Linked DNA regions of Mus musculus: all the other regions are linked to region 2. Evidence: chromatin contacts called from public Hi-C data. All regions are on one chromosome and are shown on one strand. The core of a region is the stretch at or near the end of the contact, and the rest is flanking DNA. Distances in the headings are between cores, read along the strand shown. Region 1 overlaps Cblb (Casitas B-lineage lymphoma b). Region 2 has its middle 19 kb from the start of Gm29686. Region 3 overlaps Cblb (Casitas B-lineage lymphoma b).

Region 1 (5,054 bases), core at 2,538-5,037, 180 kb before region 2:
ACAACATGCAGCTACCCTGACCTGTACTTTAAAATCAGACGTGTTCGTCTGAAGGGAAACATGTCTCTCTCTTTCTCTCACTGCAATTTACGGCCACTAAAGCAGCCGAAACCCTAAACACATTTGAGTACGATTTTAGTTACACCTGGCCAGAGTTCTGAAGTGACGGAGTATACGCTACCGAAAACTATGTAAGGTCTAAGGGCCTCCATTTTTGTTGATGGCATTGAATGTGTTTGTTGGTTCAACTTAAGCATTCTTTGAATTGAAATTCAAAGGGCCTTAAAAGAGAGGAACCACTATGAAGCATTGGACAATTTCGTTTAAGTTCTGCAGGGAACACTCCAAGACCTACTCCTTCTGAACCTATCTAACCACTATGTTTAATAAACGCTGGCCCTCTGACACCTTAGGGAAGTGATGTCAGCAAAAGCTTTGGGTGCACATCACCAAGATGGTTTAATATGGGGGAAAATAGTAGCTCATTTAAAAGCCGTGATTTTGGTACTGCCATCAAGACTGGATGAAACTGAGGCATGGGAGGCGGCACAGAACACACTTGCCCTTAAGCTCCTAGCTTAGTAACGGCTGGCTAACAAAGAGCCTCAGAGAGAGAGTGAAGTTTTATACTTTCCTTTTGAATTAGTCTGATTTCTTAGAGCAAAGTGAAACTACATTCATAATGGAGGAGATAGTCGATATTTCAGTAGATATTGAGAGAGTGATTCATCTGAAATTCATTTCTATTCTCTCTGGTGGCCATTTCTTTTTAACGGGCACGATATGGTTCATTTAAGAACAGTTACGTATTGAGTCTTCATAATGATGATATGAATTGAATGATTCATTTACTGTTTCACTTCCCACATACTGACAATTTATTTTTCTTGCTGTTCCAAAGGGGGAGTGAGTGACATCCAGGAAAAGGAAGTTCTAAGGGGGGGTGGGGGGACTTTGCAGATGACACAACGTGCCACTCCACTCACTGGTTTTCAAGAACAAATTAGATCAAGTATTCATTACAATTAAGCTTAGGAATTAGCAACATTTATTATTTCTCTATAACTGTGGGGACTTGGTTATGATGGTTATAATTCAAATTGACTTTCAGTATCCAAGAGGTTAGCCACTTAAATATCATCTACTGTGACATGACAATTAAAATTTGATGAATTAAAATCATATCCTTCAGTCTTCCAGCCATGAGAAGAATGAGAATCCCAAAGAACCCAAAAAAATCTCGTTCAATTTTAGCATTTAAAAATTACTATACTAAATTAGTAAGAGCCAAAGAAACTGGGATTTGTTCACAGTTTATACTTGATGAGCAAGCGTGACTTTCCCTCAGCTAGCTCAGCGGGCACGTGGCTCTCCCAGGGTAACACTCTCCGTTATCGTCTTTGCAGGAGCACTCATCAGCACGATTAACAAGAGATAGCTGGTTCTTGCTGTAATCAGGGAAAGCGTGGGCTGCAGTGCATCACTTAGCCTGGGTAGTAACTCCGCCCACCAGCATCCCTTTGGAGGCACAACTCTTGGTTTCCAAGAATTTCTTTCTCTACCTCTGTGAGACACCTGGGAAGCGTTTTCAACTCCAAAGATGGAAACTCTACTCATAAAATACTTTAAGTCGACTGAGCTGGCCTCAAGTGGAAGCAGCACACTGAGTAAAGATGGCGTGGATGACTGATGGCCTTGCAGTCTCCTATCTGTCAGTCATCAGGAGGCCCCAGGCAGCTCAGCCACTAACAGTGTCTGAACAGAGCTGAGCAACTTGGAGCCAAGCACAGCTCCAGGAATACTATGCAAGAAGAATGCAGGCCAGAAAATAAGTTCAGAAAATAAAGCTAATAGATTGACATGTCAGTAAGATGCAAATTATATAAATGTTACTGTAACTGTATTAAGTTTCATGCATGCAAAGCCATGATTTTGCTTAGAGACAAACATATTTCAAAACATGTAAGCCATTATCAATAATTCTTATAAAAGTCAATGTGACTGGCACTTTGAAGACCAATAATGCTCCTATTATAATGAGGGGAAAAAGAAAAAGAAAACACAGCAAAATAAAACAACAAAACCCAGTGATCTTTGTATTCTTAGCTCATGCAAGAGAAGGTATTTGCTCAAAAAAGAAGTTAACAGAAGTAACGTTAAGGCTTCCCCCCCATTGTATTATGATTTCAGTAGAAGTATATTACATATCAAGAAGGAAAATGAATATAAATTATTCTAGCCTTCACATTATGAAGAAAAATTCTTAAGCAGGTTGACCTAGTACCTTAATATTAGTTTCTAAGCACTAATATTTCTTCATGATATATATGCTTGGACCTTTTGAAATTCATTAAAATATCTTAGGGGAAATGCATGAATTAATCATCATTATATGTAACGTATAGCTCCTTTTTATTAGATTGTAATTTGGCCTTTTGTGGGGGTGGGGAAGAAGGCAACAAAATCTTTTATGTGGAAGCAATGAAGGAAATATATAGGAACTACAGGCTAGGCAAGGAACAGGATTTTTAACCAATCACATACTATTGAACCGCATAGAAACAACCCCCACGTTTGACAGCATGACGATGCTTATGCCGATGCAGGATGATACAGAGATGCTCATCTTCTTACCGAACAGGAGCTTTGACATTATGGCAATGAGATGGTTGTGAATTCAGGGACACAGGATGGGATGAAGGAATCTTGTATTCATCGTCATCATCTTCTACCGTGTCTCTAGTTTTCTCTGAGAGACAATTTGCTAATGGACCAGTACACCTACCAAGAGGGAAAAGAAAATCCAATCTGGTTTAAGCATCATAAATACCAGAGCAGGAAGGTCTGATGTGACATAGAACAATGAAGAAACTGCTTTGTCACTGGAAGTTTTCAACTGTAAACTGTTCTTACATCCAATAGAAATGGAAGGCCTTGAAATGTTAAGATAAGATATTCATACCTGTGGTTTTTAAGGGTGAACTAAGAAAAAAATGAAAATTACGAAAATGAAAGGGTTTTATAAATAAAGCTTTAACATAAGATGTGTACAATTATTCAAGTCCAAGCTATTAAAATGTTAATTGCTCCCTCCCATGTACTGGAAATCAGCAAAAGTGATAAGGATACACTGAAATCAACTGGAAACAAGAGGTTCTTTAAAGGTTCAAACTGGTCTATGGCTAATACCCATAGTTTTAAAAAAGCCATACATGAGAGAAATTTAACTATCTTGTCAACTTATAACTGTAGTGCTAGAGTTCCTCCCACTGCAACAATTAAGAACGAAACGTGTCCACAATTAGAAGCCGATCATGACAGAAATAAATCTTTGAGATGGATTGTTTTTGTAACTCATGATACCTAAGTGTAATACCTAACTGCAACGAATAAAACACTTAGCGGGATACCGTGGTGGATTTGAGCATTTTACTTGATCATTTGGGAAAATATATAAAATAAAATTGAAAAGTACTCTACTTCCTGTGTGGGTTTTAATTTAACCTTTGCTACTGCCCAAGACAACAGTCCAAAAAAAAAAATGTTAAAATGCAACTTGGCCAACAGGTAGAAAGACAGCTAGTTTGCAAGACACTAGAAAAACTCGGATCCAAGCCACTTTAATTATTATAAACTTCACGGAAAATGTTCCCCCCCCCCCAAAAAAAAAAAAAAAACACAAAACAGTGTAATGTTCCAGCACATTCGGCAGAGGGAGCAGGAGCCCTCTGGTACGTGAGGCAGTCGATGCCTATGTGGCTTTTTGTCTTTTTTCTTTTTCCATTTTCATTTCTTCTCACCACAAAGTTTCATTTTCATTTTGTATTCTTCTCTCCGAGAGCTGAGTGTCCCTGTCTGAACTTCTTGGGACTAAAACATTTTTTCAGATTATTTTTTCCCCTCAAATTTTGGAACAGTTGCAGACTTTACCAGTCGTATCCCTCATGTAATCCTCAAAAAAGCTTTGGATTTTGGAGAACTTTCTATAATGATTTCACTTTTGGGTCAGTGTGGCTGAACACCCGTTATAATAGAAAAAAATGTCAGAGGTGTTTTGTATGTGTGTGTGTGTGTGTGTGTGTGTGTGTGTGTGTGTGTGTGTGTGTGTGCATGTATGTGTGTGCTCATATTTAAAGTTTCAACTGTATTCAGAGATCACGGAAAACCTTCCCTTGGGAGTTTTCAAAAGCTTATACTTTTAGTTTGTCTTTGAAGAAGTTTTCAGTATTGATTTTTAAAGCTCTGTTTGTTAAGAGATACTTCAGGATCCAAATGTCAGTTAATGGTAACCTGAAGCTTTGTTGTAGTAGCAGAGGGGTCTCTACACAGCCCAGAACACAGGCTATGAAATTCATAAACAAACAATAGTGTTATAGTCACTCTAGTTGAATCCTAGAAGACACACCTTGCAACTAAAGGTGACAAAAGTAAAGATGTTTCAAAATGATGACTTGATGGTGTTTTAATATGGTTAGGATAGAAATAACTGTATTTTCTTGCAAACACTAAATTCTTGGAGACAGACATCAATCTCACCAACCTCTGCAAAGACCAGGACGTCTCTATAGGCAGAGGAAGTGGGCCCTGCATGTTCCCATCCTCATCCTGCTCTGCTTCCAGTCTCAGTGAACACCATCTCTATACATACCACTTAAGTAAATACTTCAGAGACAAAAGGGACCTTTGACTTAATATTCAATAACTACATCAAGAGGTGGAAGTTCAAATCTGTCTTACAGGTTACTTCAATAATTTAATGATTTCCAAGAAGCACTTCACTCTGAAGGAAGAATACTTGTTTTTAATTTGCATAACATATAGTATGTATTGGGATGTGTGTGCTCATGCCAAGGTATGGATGGAGGTCAAGGACAACTTGTGGCAATCAGTTCTTACTCTCTCCTATCTTGCCGTTCCCAGGGATTCAACTCAGGTGATCAGACCTTGTAGCAAGAAACCATCTTGTCAGTGCAAGAAATAAACAATTAAAAAAAAAAACAAACAAACCACACCTGTTGTGGTTAGCTCTGGATGCTACCCTTCATTGACAGAAG
Region 2 (4,885 bases), core at 536-3,035:
TTTAGTGGCATTTTGTGATTTCTGACCTTTAGTTTGTGGAACTCTCAGAAGCTATATTTAGTACACATATTTACCTTTGATATGATGGTTAACTCCATGTGGAAATTTCCTAGCTTTTATTTATTACTTGATGGGTATCATGAACTATTAAAGGTACTTCTCTTATTTTTGTAACACCCCTATGGTTATCCAAGATAAGTGGAGCTGACGCTTAGAAAAGTTTAGCAGTCCGCCCAAGTCATGAAGGCAGTAATTAGCAGAACTTGGATTGAAGCCCAGACTTTCTGACTGCAGAGCCCAGGCTTCCACCTCTCCCATAACATGACCTTCCTAAATTGGGCTTTCCTGACCTGAGACTATCACAACACTCACTCCTGAAATTACTGACATGTGGTAGAAAATGTGACCTTTTTCATAAAACTGCAAGTGTGTCTCAGATAAGTCAATTAACTTGCAAGATCTGTCATTGCTTAAGTTGTATCACAAGGTTTGCCCAAAGTTTGTTCAAGGCGTTCATGTTCTTGCTATTCCAGCTTTGGCTATCAGAAAAGATGAATTGTTCCTTACTCCCAGCTTCCCAGTTCGTCACCTAAAAGCCACATGTGGCTGCTGAACACAAAAGAGATGGCTAAGGCTACTTGGGAAATGCTTCTTAAATTTCGCTTAATTACAATTAAGTAGGATTAAAACTGTATATCTATGTACTGGCTGCCACACTACCCAGGGTGGTCTTCATGATCTCTTTCCTCTCGCCCCTTAAGCAACATGCAAAGAGCACTTTATGAAACAATTTAGTAATGAACTCAATTGTTAAATAAACTCAGCTTTAAGCAAATTAAATTATCTCTCATTAGTTGATCCTTTAATTCAATATAAAGTGGTATTTCTAAGTAATAATATCCTGTCATTTCTGATGAAGAACTTTAAACGTTATTGTTTTAAGGTATTTTCCTAGTTGCTTCATTTCTTGAATTTCCTTTTAAATTGATTTTAAAATGTAAACACTTTAAATCATATGCCACAATATTTTCATCTCTGACCTTCTCTTCCTCGATGTTTCTACATCCTAAAAATGTGAAGTCAGGTTTCAATGTCAAAAATGTGTGGGAATGCATTGAGTATTTTCACTGAGCATGTGTTAGGGACAGATTCATAAATCCTAACTGAGGACTTGAGTTAAAGATGAAGTGAAGTCAAAAGAGGCTGAGATTAACATCATACTTCCTGGTCTGGACAAACAGTCTAAGACATGGACCTCTCAGTAATACGGTAAGAATAACCCAAGGTCTTGCAAAATGAAGTTCCGCCACAGGTTAAAGGTCTTCAGCCAAGGTCTTTTATAAACCAGTGCCCCAATATAAGCACTGGCAGCTTAATAAGGTGGAGACCATGAAATAATCTTTTCTGACCTTCCTATACTCCCTAAGCCAAACTTTAGTACTCGTGGCTACTTCCAGATTTCATCTAAGTCTGACGCTCCTCTTGGGAGCGCGGAAGGACGGCATTTGGATTTCTGAGAATGGGCAAATGACTCTACTGCTCTTTCTCTTTTGTTTCTGGGGTTGACCGAAGTCATCTTGAGACTCCCTTCTTCTCTTCCTGGCTTATTCAACCTCCAGAGTCTGGAGTTCCCCCAGGAAGACCTGGTGAGGGAGAGCTGTGTGTCCCTGCTACCATAGTCTCACACCAGATGAAGAGTTTCTGTTATGCAGATGTCTCTAGTTCTTACAGATGTGGTTCAGGGCCACATTTACGAAGTTATTAGACTCTGCTTGCTGGGAGTAGCTTGCTGCCAACCACAACAAGGCCTTCTTTTGTGTTCTCTGATCTGACAGACTGCCTGGAAACAGCCTCATCCTCACAGCTTTCAGTATTTAATCAACATTTTCAAGCGGTAGTGCCTTCCAGATTTCTGATGTAGGATCTATAACATTTTTCTTTCAAAAGTGCACTCATGGTGGCTCTGGGAAATACAAGGTTGATTGTCGTATATTTTTGGAATAAAACATTTAAAAACAGATACAATATATACACAGTTTAAAAAATAGAGTTTGGGGTTGGAGAGATGTCGGTGCATTTAAGAACTCTTGTTGCTCTTCCAGAGGACCTGAGTTCAGTTCCTAGCATCTACATACTAGTTACCTCTAAGTTCAGCTCCAGGATACCTGGCAATCTCTTTGGATCTCCATTGATACATTTGCTCACATGTACAGACCCATAGACATACACACAAATACCTCAATTGAAAAAAATTATTTTAAATATGTGGAATTGTAAAGCACTAATGTGGGTCTTTTCTCTGTTGTTTATTATGCTATGAGGATCTGGAGATATAATACATTTCAGCAATTTAAATGTTGTAAGTTCTACAAAACACAGAGCCTAAGATGTGTGGCACAACAGAGCATTATGGTAAAATTCAAAACTACTACTAAACTCAATATAATCTAGCCAACATTGACAGCAACCTATTTCACTATCGAGTTAAGTTTTCATTATCAATCACTTTAACTTTCAAGAAACTTAAGAAAATTAACAATAAGAATTATTTGTCTCAATAAGCATTCTACTGAAAGACAATGTCACAGTATAACTGACAAAAATCTGAAAGATCTTGAGAATAGACTATTGTTACCTAGGAAGTTTTTGATGTATGCTTTTGTCTTAACTATATAAGTAAACTTTAAGGTCTGGGATGTTTCTCATTCGGTGAGTGCTTACCTACCATGTGTACAGTACATATATGTATACATGCACGCGCGCACACATGCACACACACACATGATGTACACACACAACTTAAAAACATTATATGCATAACATTAGAAATAAGTTTAATTTAATGAAAATAAATAAATTGAAAATGTAGAAAACAGTAAATTTTAGTAAGAAATTATCAAACTTCAGTACTTTCTTAGGAAGTATAATACAACATTGACTTCTGGTTTTTGGGTCTTTTAAAAAATACTTTCTCACATAACCCAGGCTGCCCTGAGAGAGTCTCTATGTAGCTGATGCCCTCAAGCTTCGGATATTCCTGCTTTCCCCTCTCCTATCCTGGGATCACAAACCTGTAGAACCATACCACACCTACTTATACAGTGCTTGAGACTGAACCCAGAGTTCCTGGACTGCTAAGCAAGTGCTTTTGATAACTGGGTTGCAGTCCCAACCAAAGTCTAACTTTTACTTGAGGTTGATAATGTATTCAGTTCACGGCCAGCTAATGGTGGGTAGTGAGATCTAGGAGGTAGATTTAAGGAAGCAGTGTTTCCTAGCCAAAGAGGTTAAGAAAAATACTAAAATGCTACTGCTGTTTTCATTTCCTTCTAAATTCTGCCTGGAGCACAGATCCAATAGCTAGGATTATGACATCAATATTATACCTATAATGACAAAATACTATATTATTATGAGGAAGATATGAGCCTTGGAATGTCTAAAACCAGGAAGGTACTGCATCTGTCTGGACTGTTATGCTGGTGGCCACATGTTCTAATGACAAACCTGAGCAATCCATCTGATGAAGTCACTGTGGGTTCTGCTCTCTGCTAAACGTAAACCTAGCTGATATAATAATTTTCTAAATTTCAAAAACTTTTAAATAGTGTTTAATTGCTTGACTCAATATCAGTTATACAATAAACGATGAAAATGGAGAGCAATAGAAAAACTGAAATGCATAGAAATAGAAGGTGGATTTGCTGTTTGTAGCATGTGTTCTCCAAGGTGTCTCCTAGTGGGTTTGTTATAAATCATAATTTAGCATAATTAAAAGTTTATAATTACCCTCATCATGTTTTTAATTTCCCCAAATAGGCTAGTAAATTATCAAATTGATAAAAAAAATGAAACTCTTGAGTTTTGTTAACTTGAGAACAGATAGAATGTGAAAATGACCCTAACTGTGTGCAGGCAAAACGAGTGCATTGACTTTTCAAATAATTGGAAAAAATCTTTCATAAACTAGAGCAATCAATATTAATCAATATTTCATAAACTAGAGCAACCAGTCTTCCTGTGCTCTTTACTTCTAATTTGCTAAGTCCATGAGAAGCGCTCCAAGACAGATGATAAGACAAAGTGAAAGAAGCGTAAGTCCCCAAATCATGATGTAGAAGGGACTCACACAGTGAGTCCACATGAATGCCGTGTGTGTGTGTGTGTGTGTGTGTGTGTGTGTGTGTGTGTGTGTGTGTGTGTCTGCTGTCTGTCTGTCTGTGCATGTGTTTGGTTCAGGGTTATGTGAGTGTGCTCGCGCTCACGCATGCATTTGAAACCTGAAAGGCAACATTGGCTGTGTTGTTCTGGGAATAGAAATCAAGTCATCAGACTTGGTGGTAAGTACCTTATTTGCAGAGCCATCGTACTAGCCCTTTCTATATCTTTCAGACTGCTTTGGTTAGACTGGGGCTCACTGATGTGCTAGACTGAAAGGCCAACAAATGGCAAGGGTCCTGTCTCAGCCTCCACTGCACTAAAGTACAGTTGCTTGCTGTCGTGCCTGGCTTTTATATAGGAACTGGGACTCCCAACTCAGGTCTTCATGCTTGAATAGCAAGCACTTTTACTGGCTGAACCATCATCAAAACCTTAGAGGGGAGCTATTACATCTGTCAAAGGCAATAAAACCAGACTATTCCATGAGTAAACAACAAATATTTCTGATATTAACACACTGGTTTTATGAGACTATTTGTTAATCATTTGTACAAATGTTTCATAATTTAATAAAATTTAAATTATTACATAAGCTAAAAGTAATATTTTTATTTTCTGTGAGTCAATTATGAAATAGTGATATTAATACATTTTCTAATTAAATTTCAAAAATAAAATTTAATATCACCTTATTCTATATATTTGAGTTGTAATTTCTATGAAG
Region 3 (4,692 bases), core at 243-2,742, 140 kb before region 2:
GAATCACCACATTGCTTGCTTGCTTGCTTGCTCTCTCTCTCTCTCTCTCTCTCTCTCGCACACACACAGACACACACACAGACACACACACCATGACACATTGTCTCTTAAACGTCTTAAGATAAGCGTTACACATGTAATTTATTTGCTTTCTGAATTATTAGTGAAGCGCTGTGACTAACAGCAACTCGCTTAGATGGCTTAGGCAGCAGTGATGGCTCTGAGGTTAAGAACATTTATTGCTCTTGCAGAAAACCAGGGTTCAGTTCTTAGCACCCACATGGTGGTTCACATTACCTGTAACTCTAGTTCTATGGGACCCAATGCCATTCTCTGGTTTCCACAGATACAGCTGTGACACACAGACAACACACAGGCACAACATTCATACACATCAAATAAAAATAAGTCTTCAAAAAGAACAGCCCACAGTAGAGTGTTGGTGTCAACTAATACTGTTCCCAAATTGTCCATTTCAGTTCTCAAATACACTGTGGTGCTGTGAGAATCCGTCTACTGAGTTAGTTAGCAGACTTAGGCTAACTTAGACTTGTTCTCCGGGAGTTTATTTTTGCTGCAGTGGGTGAGGTGGTTCCACAGGTACAGGCCCTTTCCTTCAAGCCCGCAGACTGGAACAGACAGTTGGATGCAGATAAGTGGCACCTGTCTGCAATCCCACCACTCCTGTGGACAAAATGGGAGGTGGAGACAGGAGACTGGCCAGGAATCTGAGGCCTGCTAGACTGGGCACAAATAAGAGGGTCGGTGCCTCAGCAAGGTGTAGGGAGAGGCCAGCCTCTTCAAAGGCTTCTCTGATTTACACCTCACCGTCAACCCGCCCTCCTCTCAGGCCTGGGTACTCCTCACGCCTGCTCCATTGCACTAGCTCACCAAGACTCCCAACTCCTTCAGTCCCCCTCTGAGAAAGAGACGCTCCAGTCTGTTCTATCACACTAACCCAGAAAAGAGACAGTAGAAGGCAAAGAGAGAAATGTACGTTTGAAACGGTCTTAAAAGCAAATATTGTTTTAGTTTTCGTTAAAAAGTTTCTAGAAGGTTAGACATGCGAATGTTGCTTTTAAAATAAGCCAGAATCATATCTGTTTCTCACTGAGACATACGCAGTGAGCTAGATTTTTGCCTCTCCACAGTGCTCTATTTGATCGTACGGCATTAACGCCACACTCATATTTGAATGCACTCACTGTTTTCTTACAACACTTTGGACACAGAAAAGTCTTTCCTGCAAACGTGTCTGAAGAAAAGTCTAGGGGAAAAGCCACAGAAGTTAAGTTTCCATTTCATAAAACTAGGGTTGTTGGCAGAATTCAAAGTATAGCTGCGTGGCATTGACAGTGATGGCCTTTTTTATGTGAGACATTCAAAGTTTGCTGCCTGCGTCATCTGGAAGCGCAGACGTGGTTTAGCAGAACTGCTTGTTTGCCTCTGTTTTGTCAAGAGAGACGCAGCTCCTTACCTTACCCTGTGTGCAGTGCCGCTGCTGGGTTACTGCAGTGCTTTACAGACTGTGTACACAGGAAGAAGATGCTCTCGGGACTCTGCATGGAGATGTTTTCTCTGCCTCTTAGTGACAGGTGAAAGTGAGAGGGGTGCCCGCGAGCTTTACTGATCAAGAGTGAAACAGAGAAGCCGCACCCAGAGAAACTCAGCTTCAAATGCTCCACAAAGCATATTATTTAACTTACTTGGTATTCTGGGCAAACTCTTCCGTGGTTATTCAATTTATTAAATAACACAGATGTTTCAGAAAATGAAAAAAAAAATCTGACACCTCTTTGGAGGCATGACTAATAGGCCATTATGACAGCAATTAAGGAGCACCCACTGACAGACTGTAACAGCAACCACTACTGTGCCTTTGTTAGGTTTGCTGTTAATTACATCAAATTTAAGTCCCCAATGAATTGGAGTTAAACTAAAACAGGGCATCAAATGAAAGACAATTTTAGTGAAGAACAACTTGCTAAAAATGCACTTTCTTGAACACATTATAATTTGTAGTCCAGGTTCAGTGTTCCCTGTTGGATGCTGACAGATACATCCTAACTCCTTGGGAGGCATGCATTTCCCTAAAAGCATTTTCATATCAGCACACCTAACCAAAGAACTGTAAAGGTAGAGGAAACGGTTTCATGTCCCTAATTAAAGCTGCAGGAGAAGCAGATACTCGTTTCAGGTAATTACTGGTAGTAATCCCATCTATAAAACTTCTAGCAGTGAGTTTAAAGTAGAAACTACGTCTGAACTTCCTTTCTGCTCAGAGATTGCTATAGAGACACGAGCTGCTCAAGAGATCCTCCTTAAAATAAAAGTCAAAGCAACAGGCTTGACTTCTCGGGAAGCAAATGTTGACGTGCCCAGGTTTGTTCCTATCAAAGGGTGTTGTTCAACGATAGATTTGTGCTGTGCATGATTGACCTTAAAAGCTTAACTTTTTATAAGGCTGTAACAGTGGAAAATCCCGTGAAGTAAAACTAACAGCTTTAAAGAAAAAAGGAAAAAAAAAAAAAAAGACCCTGTACTGTATCATTTTGGAACACGGGCAAAGTAAAAACACAGAGACATCTGTTACAACCTGCCTTTCTTTCAGCCCAGAGCTCCGAAACTCAGAAATCTTCCAGTAAATCTGTAAGTTTAGATTCAAGGTTTGACAATATATTACAGAAGGAAAGAAATGTTCTATAGATGTGCTCTGCTCAGGCACACACCATCAGTTAAATCCAGTGAGCCTCAAACTGACACTCCCAACAGGGGCTTGTTACTGAACGTTTTTTCACTATGTTTTAATTGAATTAAATTTGTAACACTTGCTCTTAATAAAGGAAACTTTTTTAATAACATGTCTAAAAGATCACACAATATTGCTGCTCATGCACTAACTGGAAGGCTTTGAACACTGATAACCTAGTCAGCAGGGCATATTGAGTGATACCTGTATGTGGATGTAGGAATGCCCCTTACCCCGTAGTAGACACCTTTACTGATTATCGAGTTTTCACTAGTGATACCCCACTGAGATGCAGTGATTCCAGACTGCCACTTTAGGAATTTCAAGCCATGTCCAAATGACAAGTTACTTAAAAATGAGGAAAATGTGCATCAGACGTCACTGCAAATATTCCTTGAGAGAACACAGTAAGTAGAAGCCAGGTCTTGTGGCCATCTGTGCCAGAGGTTAAGCGAGCAGCAGAGGTAAATAACAGGGTACAATGTCTACAGCACAGAACACATGTACCTGTGGCTACAAGTTTTCAGGCACATTGTCAGGGAGAGAGGACGCCAAGGTCTCTGAAAGGTAATGCCTTCTCATGAAGAACTAACAGTCTAAAACAAGCACTCCATGAGGTTTTCCATCGATGATTACAGCACTGTCCAGTTAGAAGAATCTCATGCCCCCCCCCCACCCCCTCCACTTTCCTTCATAGCATCTGACCTGAAAATCAGCATTGGGTAACCGCCTACATGCACGGACATGAATATGCAAAGCGATCCCTGTATCAGAAATCCATACTCTAGACTGCAAATGGGTATACATAGACATGTTTACAATGTAACCAGGAAGAAGCTTATGGAATTGTACAGACTGAACCAGAACATTTATTAAAATACTATTTTTGTGAGGAGATATCAAAATTTTGCCATTTTTTCTTTGTCTATATGCAAAAGCTGACCATCTGTTTAAGATAACAGTACTCACTAGTGGTGTAAGTGTAATTTAACGGGAGACATATTTCAATTTCATGAACACATTTGAAATAGTTACTTTTTAAAATTTTACTTAATAAGTTATTAATTTACTAGCACTTTTTCAAATAACGTCTACTGATTTCCTCCTGTTTCCAGTGCTTGATCGTGCACGCACTTCCCCAATTTCAAACAGTGAAACTGAGAGGGAGTTAAGTATTAAAAGGGGAAACAGTAAGGGCTAATAATTTATGAACACTACTGGACATATCTACATGTAAGGTCTCTAACATTACTATGAAAATGTATGCAAGGCATCCGGGAACTGATTATCAGCTAGAAAGAGGAACTATAGGCAAAGCTGTGGTAACGTAAGGGGCAGAGCATCAACAACACAGGAGGAAGAAGCTGGAATGAATGCCATGCCCTTTTATGCAGCAGACTGAAACAAAGCTTTACAGAAAGCTGAAAAAAGATGATAAGCAGTCCTTCAAAGAGTATACAGAATTACCACACTTTTTCTTGTTTTACACTCAAGCATACAGTTAAAAGACCCACCTTAGGCTACAAGGTAAGCTACATATGCAGAGTGTATTAAACAATAGCTTTCATCCCAGTCAAGCAAATAGCACCATGTTAAACCATCTACCTTCCCAATAGTAAGCACAGCACTAGATCAAACATGTCAATTCCCAGAATGCATAACATGGCCGTATTGCAGATTTGAGGCCCCCGGGTGTGCACTATCCTAAATTTATGCATTCCTTTAAAAAAAACAATAAAAACAAACAAACAAATAAACAAAAGCAAAAAAAGAAGCTTTCTTCCCCTCTCAGGAATGCCTAAGAACGGCATTACTAGACCAAAGCGATACAACTTGACTTCTTCTCAGTTCAGCACTCATCCTGGCATCCTGCATGCGTGTCAGGTGAAGCAGACCTAAATACCCCTACACAGGCAGTCAGAGGAGGTGAAAGGTCAACCGCA

The links. A called contact is a pair of places that touch in the nucleus more often than the background predicts.
Region 1: a Hi-C map of CD4 T cells shows a contact between it and region 2, with 2.3 times the contacts expected there. The contact joins two enhancer-like sites. A contact is called at or near these places in 4 of 484 Hi-C or Micro-C datasets (B cells, CD4 T cells, group 2 innate lymphoid cells and 1 more).
Region 3: a contact with region 2 is called in a Hi-C map of CD4 T cells, with 1.5 times the contacts expected there. The contact joins two enhancer-like sites. A contact is called at or near these places in 3 of 484 Hi-C or Micro-C datasets (CD4 T cells and liver) and 2 of 9 other capture datasets (adipose tissue and liver).

Annotation. Positions count from the first base shown.
Region 1 is chr16:52,180,939-52,185,992 of GRCm38.p6, reverse strand. Cblb (Casitas B-lineage lymphoma b) reads right to left here. Exons shown (of 18, transcript NM_001033238.1): 14 at 2,635-2,781. Among named protein-coding and RNA genes, the nearest start is that of Gm23513, 78 kb to the right of the region's middle. Within about 2 kb of position 3,787, at least 65 of the 459 cell types and tissues checked have an H3K27ac peak or open chromatin away from gene starts, as enhancers often do.
Region 2 is chr16:52,004,086-52,008,970 of GRCm38.p6, reverse strand. No RefSeq gene overlaps it. Among named protein-coding and RNA genes, the nearest start is that of Gm29686, 19 kb to the right of the region's middle. Within about 2 kb of position 1,785, at least 31 of the 459 cell types and tissues checked have an H3K27ac peak or open chromatin away from gene starts, as enhancers often do.
Region 3 is chr16:52,144,326-52,149,017 of GRCm38.p6, reverse strand. All of the region lies in intron 9 of Cblb (Casitas B-lineage lymphoma b), which reads right to left. Among named protein-coding and RNA genes, the nearest start is that of Gm23513, 42 kb to the right of the region's middle. Within about 2 kb of position 1,492, at least 46 of the 459 cell types and tissues checked have an H3K27ac peak or open chromatin away from gene starts, as enhancers often do.